Regions from separate parts of the Mus musculus genome. Here all the other regions are linked to region 3. Evidence: chromatin contacts called from public HiChIP or PLAC-seq and promoter capture Hi-C data. All regions are on one chromosome and are shown on one strand. Each heading gives the region's core, a stretch centred on a gene start, on an enhancer-like site or on the middle of the called end of the contact. The rest is flanking DNA. Distances are from core to core; before and after follow the strand shown.

Evidence for each region. Promoter capture Hi-C pulls out the DNA fragments that hold promoters and counts their contacts. HiChIP or PLAC-seq counts read pairs in DNA pulled down with a chosen protein or histone mark.
Region 1: a promoter capture Hi-C map of embryonic stem cells shows a contact between it and region 3, with 4 times the contacts expected there. The contact joins the promoter of Psip1 here to the enhancer-like site in region 3. A contact is called at or near these places in 15 of 39 promoter capture datasets (the C10 cell line, the HPC-7 cell line, cranial neural crest and 6 more), 24 of 484 Hi-C or Micro-C datasets (the Ba/F3 cell line, CD4 T cells, the G1E-ER4 cell line and 12 more), 8 of 115 datasets of contacts at active chromatin or transcription factors (the SCID.adh cell line, embryonic fibroblasts and embryonic stem cells) and 3 of 9 other capture datasets (adipose tissue, liver and pancreatic islet).
Region 2: an H3K4me3 HiChIP or PLAC-seq map of embryonic stem cells shows a contact between it and region 3, with 29 read pairs. The contact joins the promoter of Snapc3 here to the enhancer-like site in region 3. A contact is called at or near these places in 1 of 39 promoter capture datasets (pre-B cells), 1 of 15 datasets of contacts at CTCF or cohesin (the NIH/3T3 cell line), 10 of 484 Hi-C or Micro-C datasets (the AML12 cell line, DN2 thymocytes, the STO cell line and 7 more), 5 of 115 datasets of contacts at active chromatin or transcription factors (the SCID.adh cell line, bone marrow-derived macrophages and embryonic stem cells) and 3 of 9 other capture datasets (adipose tissue, liver and pancreatic islet).

Annotation. Positions count from the first base shown.
Region 1 is chr4:83,485,126-83,487,825 of GRCm38.p6, reverse strand. Psip1 (PC4 and SFRS1 interacting protein 1) reads left to right here and starts at 1,363. Exons shown (of 16, transcript NM_133948.6): 1 at 1,363-1,551; 2 at 1,898-2,109. The coding sequence starts at 2,038.
Region 2 is chr4:83,416,274-83,418,973 of GRCm38.p6, reverse strand. Snapc3 (small nuclear RNA activating complex, polypeptide 3) reads right to left here and starts at 1,250. Exons shown (of 9, transcript NM_029949.4): 1 at 920-1,250; 2 at 191-268. The coding sequence starts at 1,221.
Region 3 is chr4:83,449,466-83,452,165 of GRCm38.p6, reverse strand. It overlaps Snapc3 (small nuclear RNA activating complex, polypeptide 3), which reads right to left. Exons shown (of 9, transcript NM_029949.4): 7 at 1,931-2,095; 8 at 854-961. Among named protein-coding and RNA genes, the nearest start is that of Snapc3, 33 kb to the right of the region's middle. Within about 2 kb of position 1,310, at least 10 of the 459 cell types and tissues checked have an H3K27ac peak or open chromatin away from gene starts, as enhancers often do. A contact at or near this core is called in embryonic stem cells and trophoblast stem cells, where this site is marked.

The DNA.
Region 1 (2,700 bases), core at 114-2,613, 36 kb before region 3:
TGCTTGCTAGGCATTTAACATTGGGGTGCCAGATTTCCTTTTAAAGACATGCAATATTCCTTTTATAAATAAAGCCCTGAATTTTTGCCTATTCAAACAAAGCTCTTCCTGAGTCTCAGCTGTGAGTCTTTATTTAAAGCAGTATTATTGCTTACACATTTTAATATTCTTAATATCTTTAATATTTTTAGCCTGTTTGATATAGGAAATACCTAATCTTGTTCCTAGCTGTATATTCAACACCAAACAGTGCTCTATTCTAAACAGGATTTTGGAGAGATTCAATGAAGGATGAAACAAAAGACTTATTTTTTCTTAATACTTTAATGTCTTCTAATTTGCCACATCCTTACTTATTGGGAACCTGGATGTTAATGGATAAATAATATTAGTTCTGCTAGAGTAAAGATCGTAAAAGTCAACCCATTTCAGAAGGTGTATTACAAAATATTAAAAGCATCCACTGGCTAAAGGATCAAAAATAAGTTCACCTTTAAATACCCTTTAAGAGAATTTTAAATGATGAAATATTTAGGTGTTAGTAACTCTTCTCTCCTGTATCACCTACCACCATATATATCACTTTTCTAGGGAAATAGAATTTTAAGTGCAGGGCTAAAATTTAGATTGGGCCCAAATCCACATCCTAACTAACAAGCTAACTACGCTTTCTCTGTCATTGTTTTATATCCTTGACGTTTTGCATTCAATGGGATTGTGTTTTCGTTAACGGTTCTCCGCGGTTGAAATATCAGGGAAATGAAATAGGGCTTTCTCATGTTTCAGTCCCAAGAAAAGGAGACTGCAAAGCCCATTCTGCGAGGTGTAAGAGGCCTACAAGGTGCACACCCTGCAACTGCTTCATATTCCAATTTCATCTCTGGGATTTTGCACAGCTCTTCATTTTGGGGATGATGTAAACTGCGCAGGAGCACTACAGTACTCGCACCAAGGAGAAGGATGCGAGAACAAGCACCTTGGGCTGCCACATTCTCTTAAACATGCAGCCGTGGGCTACAGGCCCGGATACCCGCCCCCAAACCGGGTCCACAACAATCGTTTCCTCCCTCCCCGTCTTTTACATACAGTACACATACAAATACACACACGCAGAGCAGCCAGCAGGGGCGGGCCGGGCGCGACCACTGTGCCAGCCGTGGGGGGGGTGGAGGAGAGGGACAGCTCCCGCGTGCCTCTCTCCGGGCCTCCCCTCTCCCTCCCCTCCCACGGCATCTGCTTGCAATTGGTCGCAACCAGGGGCACCTGTGGGCTCTAGGGGACTCAGGCCCTCAGCTCCCGAGCCACGACGCTCGGCGGCTGTAGCGCCACCCGTGCCTGCGCGAGCACTTGGTACGGCCCAGCGCTAGCGGGCGCCGAGCGGGAGCCGCGCGGGAGCGGCGTAGCGACATCGGCGGCGGTGGCGGTGGCGGTGGCGGTTGCAGCTCGGAGCCGTTGAGACGCCTCTGCGGCAGCTGGTGGCGCAGGTGGCCGGCGTGGACGTGGGCAGGAGCGGCCAGCGCGCCCCGCAGCCCCAGCGCCGCCGCCCGGCAGGTGAGAGCCGCCCCGCCCCCGCTCGGCGCGGATGGGAAGCGGGCGGCCGCGCTCGCAGCCTCCCTCCTCTCCCCGCCGCGCCCCTCCCTCGTGGGCTGCGGCCCGTGGGAAAAGCCCTGGGAGCGCCGGGGTGGGAGGCCGGCGGCCGGGTGGCGGGCAGCATCCCTGCCTCAGGTGGCCGCGACCGCAGGCCCCGGCGCTGCTCGGGGCCGAGGCCGCGCTCTGTCCGAGGAGGCGCGCAGGCGGCTCCCCCTCCCCCTCCGCCGCCTCCCCTCCCCCTGCCCTCCTCCCCGCGGCCCCTCCCTGGGGTTTGCGCTTTAACCGCCCTCCCTGCTGTCCCTCGCAGGCGCGTCGGGACACCCCGAGGCATCCTCCCCCGCCCGCGGGCCCGCCAGTCCCAGCTCGCGTCTGTGCTCTCGCATCTCCTGATCGCGGCTGCGCTGCTCCCCCTTCTGGTCTTGGGACTCCCGGCGTCGCCCCTCAAACATGACTCGCGATTTCAAACCTGGAGACCTCATCTTCGCCAAGATGAAAGGTTATCCTCATTGGCCAGCTCGAGTAAGTGATTTGTAGCCCCGGTGTAGCGGTGCGGCCTGCCTCCCATCGTTTCTTCTCGGCTTCCTTTCAGTCCTTCCTCTCCTTTTCTCTTTACCGTTACTTGGAACCTTTCATTTTAGCTTTCTTTCTTTTTTTTTTTTTCTGTATACTCACGTACAATTGTAAAATTCTAGGTTTTCCTTCATATCCGCGGCGGTTTCCCTTTTTGAGTCTCTGACAGGTGTTCTATATAGCAGTTTTTGGGGATGACATTCAATTAACGTTTCATTGAGGCGAAATCATCAAGTAGGATTTTTGTGAGTTGAAATCATGACATTTCCTTAAAATTTGGAATTTTGAACAAAATACAAAGCGTCAACGAAAAATGCAGACTCCAAGCCCTTGCATGTCAGCTGTGGTTTAGGTTGCTTCGTACCGATTTGCAGTTGGCGGCTCATTTGGATCTTTAGATTCACAGTCTTTGGCTTTATGACCTTGAAGATGTTGTTTTCCATTTTTTGTTCTCCATAGCCAAAGGGAGAAGTAGACCGGACACTGGATTAACCTAACTGGAGAAGTCCTAAGGGCTCAAGATGTTACATTAAACAGCCG
Region 2 (2,700 bases), core at 1-2,500, 33 kb after region 3:
CTCAGCCTCCCGAGGGCTGGGATTACAGCCAAAAGCCAGGACACCAAACTAATGGTTGAATTTTAAGTGGTGGAGTAAAACATTCAGAGTGTTCAGATAAACAGCAGAAAGACTAACTGTAGTTTAGTGGTAGGTCGTGTTTCATCTCCAGCACCAAAACAAATAGCATATAACAAAACAAAACTCATACCATAAAGTCACTAGGTCAGTGTTCTCTGGGATGACTTCCGGGTCTTCATCTTCCCCGAGGCATCTCAGTTTATCAAGGCTTAGAGAAAGGGAGGTTGGGAAAGGGAGAAAGGAAAAGCAACGATTTATGATCAGCCATGCATTTTTCAACAGCGGGTCAGAGCTTGTCCTAAATACATCATTGAATAATTAAGTCTTATGAAATCCAGCAGGCAGCTCAAAAGAGGCCAGAATTCAAGACAATGGTTTTTGTGCCAGTGTTATACCGAAAAGGGTGTATGTTCATTTGAGGACAGCCAGTACTGTCAAAAGGAGAAGGACCGCTACAAGTTAGTTTTTGTATTTCTATTTCCAGGTAAGAAACTTTTAGGGAAATTTTAGTAATAACATTTTCATGAGGACCGCTAGAAACCACGGTTAATAAAGGTTTCAACCCGGCTCTGTTTAAGTCTCCTCCATCCTCAGGTACTTCCATTGTCCAAATATCAATGACAGATATATACCGCTGTTACTTCAACAAGCACTTTAAAGATCAAGAATAGAAGTCTTTCGTGCATTTGTAGTGTCCCGTTACTGGATCCACCCCTCAGGAAAGTGCTTTTGGACCCAAGGATCTCTTCCGGCCTTCCGGAAAGGGTTTAGGGGGACGAAGGTTAAGGGTCTCCGAGAAGCGCAGGGACGAGGCTGAGCCCTGCGGGATCCACGCAAAACCCCGAAGCCGCACACTCACCCGCACACGACCCTCAGCTCTGCTGCTGCCTCCAGACTGCAGCCCAGATCGCTGGCTACTGCAGCATCCTCAAAGCCGTCGTTGGATGCCCCTCCGTCGGTCGGCTGCTCGGCTGCCTGCGGTTCGCTCAGCGACAAATCCTGGGCCCCTAGCCGGCCACGCCATAGCTCCCCAAAGGAGCCCACATGGAACACGCGCGTGTGCAACTCGGGAAGCTCGTATTCCGGAAAGCTGCTGTGGCTCGCACTGGGGACTGGGTGCTGTGGGCCACCCGCACCGCCGCCCTGCAGGTCCTCCGCCATGTCAGCCACGATCCCTTCCGGCAAAAGCTGGCGAGAGGGCGTCGCGGGGCGTGACGGGATTTGTAGTTTTGCAGAGCTCCGGGGTGGCGGGCGGTTGCGCGAGCTGTGCTTCAGAAACTACATTTCCCAGCAGGCTGGCTACCGCCTGGGCGCGGCTCGGTCGCTGTGGGCCGGGCTGGATGCATTGTTCTCTGGACTTGTCCGAGGGCTGTGCGGCTCGCTGTGTTCCGAGCTGATCTGGTATTGGGACCCACAATTACCTAAAGACTCAATCATTGGGTCCCCATCTCATAGTTTTCTCAAATCTGGTTCGTAGGGGCGGGACTTTTGTCCACTGGTTTTGCGAGCTGCTCTGCGGTTCCTCCTATCCTAGAGAGAATCCTGAAGGACAAGGGGCACTGAGACTGGTTCGTCCAGAATCTTCTGAAAGGCACGGTGTGTGTTTGTATGCGTGCCTTTGTATACCTACCTGCACGATAGAGCTTATCGAACGTCGGCTATGCAACACACAAATTCATTCTTAGCCATATGTATATATTTTGAAAAGTCACCACTTTTCCGGGGAGAGAGCCGAATGTGATTGTTAAAGGAGTAAACCGGTAAACTAGGAAATGGAAGTAGCTTGAAACCCAGTGAGCCTAGATGTTTCTGAAGCTTGGCCATCGCTCAGCTGTTCCAAATATCATAGCAGGGTGTGCTGAACAATCCCTGGCTTGTATGATTGTCCTGTGACACATGTTGTATAATTCAGCCATTGGAACTATTCCTTTAGTGGCTTTTAGTATATTCACAATGGGGCAACCATTAGTTTAAGAACATTTTCACCACTCGTGAAAAGGTTGCTTTTAGTTATGACTCCCAATCCTTCCAACTTTAGCCAACACTTTTCAGGCTTTACGTCTGTAAAGGTTTGCTATCTGGGCTTTTTGAAATAGGATATCACTACGTAGAACAGTCTAGCCTTGAATTCACAGCCGCTTCTGCCTCCTGAGTCCTGGGATTAAAGGTATGTCCCACCACACCCAGTTTATTTTCTACATGTAATATAAATGTAATCATATATGACCTTTACAATAGGTTTCTATAATATTGTACAATATTTTTACTTTGCAGCAAATTTCAGTACTTCATCCCCCCCCCCTTTTTGGTTGAATTTAATTGTATTGCATGGATATTATATATTTTATTTATTGAAACTCATTGGATGGACTGGGCTGCAGCTCAACTGATAAAATACTTGGCTCACATGCATGAAGTCCTGGGATCAATAATCCCAGCACTTGCAAGGGAGAGGCAGGAGGACCAGAAGTTCAAGGTCATAATCACCTTCAGAGGGAGTTTGAAGCAAGCCTGGGATACAGGAATTCCTGTCTCCTAAACAACAAGCAGGACTGGAGAGATGTCTCTCAGTGGCTAAAGAGCTTCAGCTTCTCTTCCAGAGGACCTGGGTTCGGTTCCCAGCACCCGTGTGGCAGTTCT
Region 3 (2,700 bases), core at 61-2,560:
TTCACCTGAGATTGTTTCATACATTCGGATGTCACTGGTCACATGAAATCACAATCTTTAGTAAGTTTCTCTTATTTTAGTCTTTTCTGAAAATCTGAACCAATTTCTGGATTTTCATTTTGGTATCATTTCTATTTTCCTAATCCTTTAGATAAATACTATGATATGGAACTCAAAGCCAACTGAAGATACTCAACTATTTCTGAGTAGTTTCCAAACTTCTGGGCTCTGATTAATAATAAGAATCAGCAGGGGAAGGCAGAAATTCAAGGTTTGAGGAGGACAGTCAGCTCAGGCTACATGAGACCTGACCTTTTTAAAGGGGCTGAGTCTTTAGTCAAGACTGACTAAAGAGCCTGCACATGCCTTCTGCACATGCCCCCTGCACATGTGAGCCTTCTACCATGTCCTATGCTCCAGCTTTTCACTTTGTATCCTGTTGTCCATTACATTCAAACTCCTCCTGCCTCCCAGATCTGTGTCACAGTGACTGATCAAAACAGAAAACCTAATTTCTAATTGGCTTTATATATATGCTGGTTATTTCTGTATTGAAAACTGAGATAAAAGTGATTTTGTAATGACAGGCAAGAAGCACGGCTCCTTACAGCCGCCAAGTCTGTTCTGCACTTCCTGTGTGTTTCCCTGTATAACCTAGTGTGCATGTGCTCACCAGCAGGCAGCTGGCTCTGGGTTCAAGTCTGTACAAAACAATATGCTAACTTTAAGCAAACTGCACTGACTGCAACACTGACTCTAGGAGATAAAACCATGACGGCTAAATCTACAGACCTCCAGAGTACTAAATTACTGTGAAAACCAGGGTGTTTAGAAGGAAAAAAGCGTCACTCACCTAGCTGTATACATCTTACAGACAAAACATTTTCTGGTCCACAGCCAGTGCTTCTTGGTAAGAAGGGGATACAGTGTTCTATCCAAGCAGTCGTCATGGTGCACAAGCCTTTGATGAGGAAAACACATGAAGATGCTGAAATGCACCTCGACCTGCTCTCCAGCAACATTACTGCAACATGGCTGACCTGTCATTTACGCAGGCAGTATCTTACAGAATACCCACTGCTGGGGCTGTAGCTTAGTCGCAGAGGCCTTGTCTAGCTTGCTGACTAACAGGCAATCACCTGCATCACTGAACACTTTGCCCAGAGAGCTTTTCAGAATGAATACAGAGCTGATTTCTCAATTCCCTTTGTTACCATGCTGTGACATTCTAAGAATTCCTGCATATAGTGTTTTGTTTTTGAATGTATTCCACCATCAGAGTTTAACACAGCAGTGCTGTTTGTGGAATGCTCTCTGGGCTCTCTGTGTCTGGTCTGGGGTAGGTGCACAAGATTCTCTACATGCCTGTGTGTGTGCGCCATTTCCTCAGCCCTTCAATTCTAAACTACTCAATTGTTTGAAAATTGGTTATTCAACTTCCCACTATAGAAGGACTAAGCTTTCGATTAAATTGAGAAACTTAAAAATTATAGGATTTCAATCCTCTCTCTTATGTAGTTCTGCCTGACTTGGAACATGATACATAGACCAGGCTGGCCTACAATTCACAGAAATCAGCCTGCCTCTGCTTCCCAAGTGTTGGGATTATAGGCCCACACTAGCATGTCTAGTGTAAGTTTTCCTTAAAAATTTGTCTCCCATTTCCAGCTGCATAGAAAGTATACATTTGTGAACCACGCTGGTAAATTACACTTTTGCACTGTTAGAGAGACAGAAAAGTAGATGCTGACAAGTGTGATTACTTGAGCTCACTGTCAGGACCACATGGGGCCAGGCCAGGCGAGGCTTCCGCATAGTCCCCTGGCCTCTCCACTCCAGCCAGCGCATGCAGCTATCCTCCTCCTCCCCCCAACTCACTTTTATTAAAAAGACATCTTCAAGGTAAAATATTCTGAATGATGTCACGTACCTTATGTCTGTGATGACAACAACATGCTCACAGTCTCCCTGGTGACAGTATAAGTAAGGAAAGCCAAGTTTAATATGCAAGTCATTAAATGTGAAATCTTCCATTCTAGCAGTCTGAAATTTTCCATATCCTCGATCATGGGACTCTGACCACTCTATAATAGTTCTGTTTGGGGGAAGGGCAAGTATAGAGCATTGTTATTAGAACTTGAACAGAAAGAAAAGGTTGTGTGCAGTCACATACAATCTGGCCTACTAATTAAATGCATGGTTGCCATCTAGAAGGGTTATCATAGTGGTTAATAAACATTTGGAGCAGAAGCAGTGAAATTGAAACCAGTAGTCATCAAACCTGATGACACTGGAAGACGCCCCCCCCCCCCCACACACACACACCAGCTTTCTCTGCTCACATGCCACAGCACACACAGATACTCAAATTCCCAGAGAAAAAGATGTTCCTCCCCCAGGGAGGGGGTGTGTAGGGGGATTAGACACCACACTTTTCACCTGTGTAGCAGCTCTTTTTTATTCTTGGGATACTGTGTGTCTGTGTTTAAAACAGGGTCTCATTACACACAGCGCTGGCTGCCATGGGACTCACTCTGTAGGCCAGGCTGGACTTCGATTCGAGATCCTCCTGCCTCTGCCTCCTTCCCAACTGCTGGATTAAAGGCATTAAACCACCATGCCTGGTTCCTTTAAAGTCTTGTCACTATGTAAGCAAAGATCTGTCTGCCCCATTGATCTATTATCTCTCAGTAAGCACCA